2 separate regions of the Anser cygnoides genome follow, and region 2 is linked to region 1. A link is a contact called in public Hi-C data. All regions are on one chromosome and are shown on one strand. Each heading gives the region's core, a stretch centred on a gene start, on an enhancer-like site or on the middle of the called end of the contact. The rest is flanking DNA. Distances are from core to core; before and after follow the strand shown.

Region 1 (3,801 bases), core at 961-3,460:
GCAGCCTCCCAGCCTTGGCACACGCCGACACCTTCCCCAAAACCCCGCTCCGCGCCGCACCGGCAGCCACAGCACCGACAAAGCCCCAGTGCCTCGGCTCCCCTCCTGCAGCTGAAGGGGATCCGGGGCTAAATGCTGGCAGAGGAGATAAATTCACCCGTTTTGCAGGGGGGACATGGGGGGGCAGCCAGCAGCCCCCTGGCGATGCCCCCTGGGAGCCGCGCCGCAGCCCGCGGGCACGGGGCGATGGCACGTCCCGCTCCCAGCGGCGGGGCTCGCGTGGCCCCCGCAGCTCTCCCATCTATACAAATTCGTTAATAAAAGATCAGTTTGCAGACGCAGCTTGCTGTAGATGACAGCATTAGAGGCGCATCTGCTTCTGCTAAGCACCAGTCTCGTGCTGGGTTTATTTGGTCCATTTGCGGCAGGGAAGAGTTGCTTTCGGCATTCAGAGCTGTCTCGTGTCTGGGAGAGGTGGGGGGGGCGGAGGAAAGATATATTTTCGGCTCTATTTAGCCACAAAAATTTGGTTTCGGAATAAAGAAAAATATTCCTGTTTGCTGCCAAACCGAGGCAGGCGATCTCTGTGCAAGCCTCCATTTGTTTGAGAACTCGGTGTCCTGTTGGAAAAATAAATGTTCTGATGGGAAAAGCCTATCGGCACGTATCGATCAGTCTTTGGGACCGGTGGACTTGCAAACATCAGCTCCAACCTAGCTGAAAAAGCAATAACCAAAGCTTTTGCTGATAGACACAAGGAAGGAGGAGACGGGTCTCTGCGCTTTTGGCACGCGAAGCTGTTACACAGCAGAATCCCTGCCGCGGGCACAGCTGCACCGGCCTCACCGCAGCTAACACGATCGCTCAGTGCCAAATACGCGGCTTTTCCACCCAGAACAGGCTGTCTGGGAGAGCTGACCACCGTTGGTGGCCACAGGCAGGATGCGGTGAGGGGGAGAGGAAAGCTCCTGATGTGTGGTGGTGAGAAACCAGCCCGGGACGCGCCTCCTGCCCGCGGCGCTCCCGGGTGCCCTCCCTGCCACCAAGGCAAAGCCAACCCTACAAGAGCCCCCAGGGGCTTGGTTCTCCGCAGCGACAAGTTCACAAATGCCTCCAGAGGTTTCCTAATAGATTTTTTTTTCCCCTGAAGCTTTCTAATTAACAAACCTCAACTCACTTTCAACATTTTTTTTTTCCGTAAAGGAATTATAATGTGCAGGAAGAATAAAAGTGGTGTTTTACCTGGAGCTGCCTTCATTCTATAGCAGATTAAAAGCAAGACGGAGAGTCAATAATGCCAGGAGCAGGGGGGTCAGGGGACGGTGGATAAAAGGCACACGAACCGAAGGCAGCGCAGAAGGGACGGGGGCTGGAGAAACAAAAGCTTGCCTGGATTGGAGCCTCAAAAGCAGAATCAGCTCCTCGGATGAGATAAATCACCTGGGCTCCCTTGACGTGCTGGTATTGCTGCAGCACGGCTTTTGTGTATTGATTTAAGGGAAAATAAAGGTCAGGGGCTGAGCTGCAGGAGGCATCGGGGCTGAGCCTGTTCGGCTCTGGGCGGCCGGCGGCGAGCAACAAGCAGGAACCGCGTTCAGGCAAGGTCAGGAGCAGGATGGGGACGAGCCCCCAAAGAAATGCACGTGCACTGGCGATGCAACAGCCCCAAAACCTCGGATCAGAGCCCGCTGGAGCCCGTTTGCAGGGTTAGGCCAGGCACAGCCATCCCGGGCTTAGGGAAAATCCAGATTTCAGCACGGACTTTACCATCAGCGACTCCGACCTTTCCTCCCATCTGGCCGCGTACACACAAAATGAGAAAAAAAAAACAACAGAAAGGACAACGAGGGGCCAAATGGGAGGGACGCAGACAGCGGGAGGCAGCCTGAAAATGGCACGGGGCTGCGGGGAGCGGGGTCACTGCTCTGCCAACCCGGCGCGCTGGCTACACGGCGGGGTTGGAGATCTGGGGGATAAAGGTCTCCTGAGCTCTGTAGCGGGGCCAGCTCTCCGCCTGGGGACCTCCGAGAGGGTGGATTTCGTGAGAAATGCTCTTTATTTATACTCAAGGAGTTGCAGCCAGCGGCTGAGCTAAGCGGGGTGAGCCCGATGGGGCTGCTGGCCGCTGCGAGGTGTCCGCTGCCCGCGCTGAGATGCGTGAGGGTCCCAGGAGGTCCTCAGGGGGTGGGAATTCGCTCGCCCTCCTCCACTGCGTCGCCCCACAGCTTTAGGACAAAGGCAGGAGCAGCAGTGCCAGCCCTCGCGGGGCCACCGTCAGCTCTCCGCAGGGCCAGGAGGCTGCGGGGACGCGGTCCTGCCACCGTGGCCCCTCCGAGGAGGGGAGGAAGGAAGGGTTGTGACATCTCTGCCTCCCGAAAATACACTTTGGGAAAAACCAAACGGGAAATGAAAGCGCGAGCGGGCTGGGCACAGCTGGGGCCGCTGGAGGTGGTGTGGGACCGGCGGTCCCACGCAGGCTCATGGTGAGCGAAGCTTCGGGGCCGTGCTGGGCTCGGCTCCCCGGGGCTTATCTGACCGTCTGCTTTCATCGTTTGTCCGTGAGAAGGGAAAGGGACCACACAGCAGCAGAAAGGCCTGGAAATCTGTGAGGGAGAGCGTTCCCAGCTCCCTTCCCTCTCCCGTCACCCCTGTATGCGATTGGCTATGGGGGACGTATGGCTCTGTATAGGCTCCAACCCTGTGAGATAACGCCTCGCAATTAAATTCCTAATTACAGCCAGCAAAAGCACTTTCCCAGCTCCGGCCCTCCTGCCTCAGTCACACACGTGGTCGAACTGATGGAGCAAGTGAGCCGGGGCCCCACCTCGCCAGGTCCGTCTGCTCCATCCCCTCCACGTCAAACACTGCTCCCTGCCCTCTGCTCCAAGACATCCTGAAGGTTTCCTGCATCCAAAAAGTTGCCATTTTCTTGGGGAATTTAGAAAAAAAAAAAAAAAGGAAAAAAGAAAAGCAAAGCTACAATAGAAATGGGGGGAGGAAATTGCTTCAAGCTTCTTAACTATCTCATGGAACAAAAATGCTGCTTAGGGCTGTTCAGGGAAAGAGAGGGTCAAATGTCCCTCATTAACACTGATTTACTAAGAGGGCTGGGAAGCGGGAGGGGGACACAGTCCAGCTGCCTGGCTCCATGCACCGGCCTGGGATCCAGGACCCGTGACGGGGCAGTGGGTTTTCCAGCAGAGGGTGGAAACCCGCGGACCTCACCTGCTCTGACGTGGTGGCAGGGCTCCCTGGGCTGCCAGCAGAAGCGTGGAAAACTGGTGATTTTGTGAAAAGAGCAGAACTGGAGTCCTCGGTGGGAAGCTGGCGCTGGGTCAGGGCAGCAGCCGGCCCCGGGCAGCTGGAGCCTGGCGAAGGGGAAAGGGAGAAGGCTGGCCCAGATTTGAGGGTGTAAACCAGCAGGGTTCCTCTCCAGAGAGAGCTCAATTACATTGATTTACACTTGCTGCGGATTTGGTCCATTCAACCCAATTAAAACTCCAGAGGAAGTGCAGAGAGGCAGGATGTAATTACCCGCGCTGGAATCCCAGCTCGGAACAGGAGGCAGAGCTCTCCGGATCAAATTAATCCCTGGTGCAACTCTGCCGAAGTTACACCAGGGCTATAATTGGCCTGAAACATTTTAACTATCTCATTTAATGTTATTCATGCTCTGCTGGAGATGAGAATGTTTATCCTAAATGAGAGACTCTAATGCTCCATAGCAATAATAGAGTGTGAGGCTTATGCGGTTTCTCATTTACGAGGATGCTGGGGAGGCCAGATTGTCACAGAAGATGC
Region 2 (3,388 bases), core at 294-2,793, 230 kb before region 1:
CCTGACAGCACAAAACAAAGCCACAGGAAAAGCCTGGAGGCATCCTTGGTAAACGGAGCAACAAAAGTAAAGCCTGGCAGCCACTTTGCTCTGTACCACTAAGATCTAAAACTGAGACATACAATGCGAAGACACACTATAGCATGAACCTTCTTTTGCACTGTGGACATTTGTTTTTAAAAGGGACTGCGGTATCAATTCTGAATGGTGAAAAGCCTTAGCAAGCGCATAAAGGGTGCCTTAATGTCATCTTTTCTAGGACAAAATGCAGTTCTTTCAAGACGCACTCCTATGCTATGCTTTCCAGATTTCTCTAGTGATGCTTCTATGCCTTTCTTAAGTCACTGAACCCAAAACTGGACACAGTAAGCCCTCAACTGGCATACTAGCACCACTTAGAGTGCAATAATTACATTCTACCTCTTTAGCAAAAAAATTTCAAAATAAACCCCAAACAAGACCTGCCTTTATGAAGCAACGATGGGATGCTGTTGCACAAATTAGTTGGGGTTTGTTAATATCTCTTCCCATGAGAAAGCACAAACTGTAAAGCCAACAGCGCATTTACACCCACATCTTCCCAGGAAAGAGGCTTAGGTTTTAAACATTCACCAGCCTTCCCTTTTGCCCAACCACCAAAGTGTAAAACAGAGATGCCGAGCAAGTGGCTTATTACCGTATATTCTTCAGACAGGCACAATGAGGCTCTAGAAAATTGATTTTCCTACGGGTGAGCAGCCCTAGACCCAGCCATAAGCCTGAACCTCAAGGACCTCCTTACCATGTTCTTCGTGAGCTGGTCGCTCTTCTCAAGACTCTCTTTGATAAAGGACAGAGTTTCTTCTTCCTGCCATCAGGATGAAAAAGTAGTTAGCTTTCACTGCAGAGCACCAAGCATTTAGCTCACTCAACTCCACATGTAGGGTTTCACAAGCCCTGCTAAACACAGCAGCGAGCCACCTTTGGTCTGATGCTGAGGCCACTTTTTAACATACCACCTCCTAACAGATACTAGGACATTTAACCCAAGGTGAGAGATACAACATCATGAGAGTGTTTTTTTACAGATTGCTCCTTTCCCCCCAACACACCGACCCCTCGAGCCTTAGCACACTTTGTGGACACCCTTATCCCCCCCCCCCGATTTACACCGCACACCCCCGCCCACCACAGGTGCGGTGCAGCCACCCCGACCCCCACAGACCCGACCCCCGCAGACCCCCAGCCCCTCACAGCAGGCCCTGAGGGGGGGCTCCGGGCCCGTCTCCACGGCAACGCGCGGGGGCTGCGGGCCCGGCCCCGCGCCCAGGCCCCGCCAGGCCCCGCCGCAGGCCCCCGGCCCGGCCCCACCTGCTTGAGCTTGCCCTCGATCTCCCTCCTGCGGGCCGACACCTCCTCGCTCGGGATCATCGTGCCGCGGGGCGCCGAGGCCGCGCTCCACCGGGAAGCCGCCGCCGCTGCTCCCCCCGGCTCCGTCCCGTCACTGCCGCGCCGCCATCTTGGGAGCGGCGGGGGCACTGCGCATGCGCAGGAGTGGCGGGCGCCATCTTGGGAGTGGCATTTCAGAGAGGGAGACGGAAGGGCAGCGGGGCTGGGGCGCATGCGCGCTGCGGGTCTTGGCGGCCAGCTTGGGAGTGGCGGGCGGGCCGCGCGGCCATCTTGAGAGTGGCGGGGGTGTGTCGCGGTTTGTTCGCAGCTGTGGGCCAAGATGTCTGGTCCAACCATCACTGCTACCACTGTCACCCACTGAGACATGTCCCCAAGCACCACGTTAAACACCCCAGGGATAAACCATGTCCCCAAGCACCACATCCAGCCTTTCCCTGAACACCCCCAGGGACGGTGACTCCACCACCTCCCTGGGCAACCCGTCCCAACACCTGACCACTCTTTCTGAGGAGAAATGGCTCCTCATTTCCAACCTGAACCTCCCCTGGCACAACTTGAGGCCATTCCCTCTAGTCCTACCACTAGTTACCTGTGAGAAGAGGCCGACCCCCAGCTCCCCACACCTTCCTTTCAGGCAGTTGCAGAGAGCAATGAGGCCTCCCCTGAGCCTCCTCTTCCCCAGACCAAACACCCCCAGTGCCCTCAGCCGCTCCTCACAGCACTTGTGCTCCAGGCCCTTCACCAGCTTTGTAGCCCTTCTCTGGACACGCTCCAGGCCCTCGATGTCCTTCTTGTAGTGAGGGCCTGAAGCTGAACACAGCACTCGAGGTGTGGCCGCACCAGAGCTGAGTACAGGGGGACGATCACCTCCCTGCTCTTGCTGGCCACACTATTCCTGACACAACCAGGATGCCGTTGGCCTTCTTGGCCACCTGGGCACACTGCTGGCTCGTGTTCAGACGAGCATTGACCGACACCCCCAGAACCTTGTCCTCTGCACAGCTTGGAGGAGAGCAGGGCCATGGGAACAGTGCCAGCACAGGGGAGCTGAGGGACACGTGGAGGCAAACACGTCCCGGGCTCCCCACCACCCCCCTCGCACCGCACCCAGCTTGGGGTCACACACCAGGGCTGCCCGCGGAAGGAGGAAACAGGGCGCCTCGGCAGGTCACGGCCATTGTTTGCCTCTGGAAAGGAGCTGCACCCTTTCCTGAAAGGTGATGCGAGGCGAGGCATTGCCCGAGATTGCCCTTTCCCCCACGGGCTGGAGCTGGTCCTGCCAAAGTCACAGCCAGGTAATCTATCAGATTGGAGATCTGGGTAGGAATGGGGGAAAAAAGTCAATATTGTCATTCATTACATTAAGCATATATTAGCCATACTAAGCACAGGGCAGCTCTGCTTGGAAAGATCTCCCTGAGGCTCACGAGGTCCAGCTGTGGTGGGATTTACCAGCCCCATGGCACTGGGGGGAGAACCAAGGTGTGCAGGAAGGTCACAGAGGCTTAGCCCCAGGGTAGACGATGAATTGCAGAAATAGAGGCATTTGCAGGAGTGTAGAGCCCTCTACCCCCGTCCTGTATCTTCTCCAGAGAGAAAGGCTCCCACCACGAGAAGGCTGCCTCCACCTCCCTGCTGCAGCAGGGTGGCTGGGTTTGTCATGGGGGTGGTCATGGGGCTGCACAGCCTCAAAAACCACGTCCAGCCTAGGGCAAGAGCTGATGCTACCGCTGCAGACAGCCCCAGCCTCCCTGCCTTGTGCTGCTCCAAGGCAAGGGCAGCCTCCCGCCGCGTGAAGGGACCGCCGTGTTCCCATCCATCTTCTGCTTGTCAGCCCACCCCGGGCTCTGGAAAGGAGCTGAAACAGCCCAACGGGCCTCTTTTGTTCAACAACTTTGGCACATTTCATAACCTACCTTATCATGCTGCAAACAGCTGTGCGCTGGCTCTGGCCACCACGAAGGGCAACGCGCAGGCAGAGCGCTGTATTTTCTGTATG

What was found. Hi-C and Micro-C count contacts between places; a contact is called where the count stands out from the background.
Region 2: a contact with region 1 is called in a Hi-C map of liver, with 7 times the contacts expected there. The contact joins the promoter of EXOC7 here to the enhancer-like site in region 1. A contact is called at or near these places in 2 of 7 Hi-C or Micro-C datasets (both in liver).

What each region holds. Positions count from the first base shown.
Region 1 is chr19:5,014,335-5,018,135 of Taihu_goose_T2T_genome, reverse strand. LOC106034808 (a long non-coding RNA gene) reads left to right here. Exons shown (of 5, transcript XR_007163475.2): 5 at 5-141. Among named protein-coding and RNA genes, the nearest start is that of CYGB, 15 kb to the left of the region's middle. Within about 2 kb of position 2,210, at least 1 of the 3 cell types and tissues checked has open chromatin away from gene starts, as enhancers often do. A contact at or near this core is called in liver, where this site is marked.
Region 2 is chr19:5,243,281-5,246,668 of Taihu_goose_T2T_genome, reverse strand. EXOC7 (exocyst complex component 7) reads right to left here and starts at 1,543. Exons shown (of 21, transcript XM_066980154.1): 1 at 1,351-1,543; 2 at 782-847. The coding sequence starts at 1,410.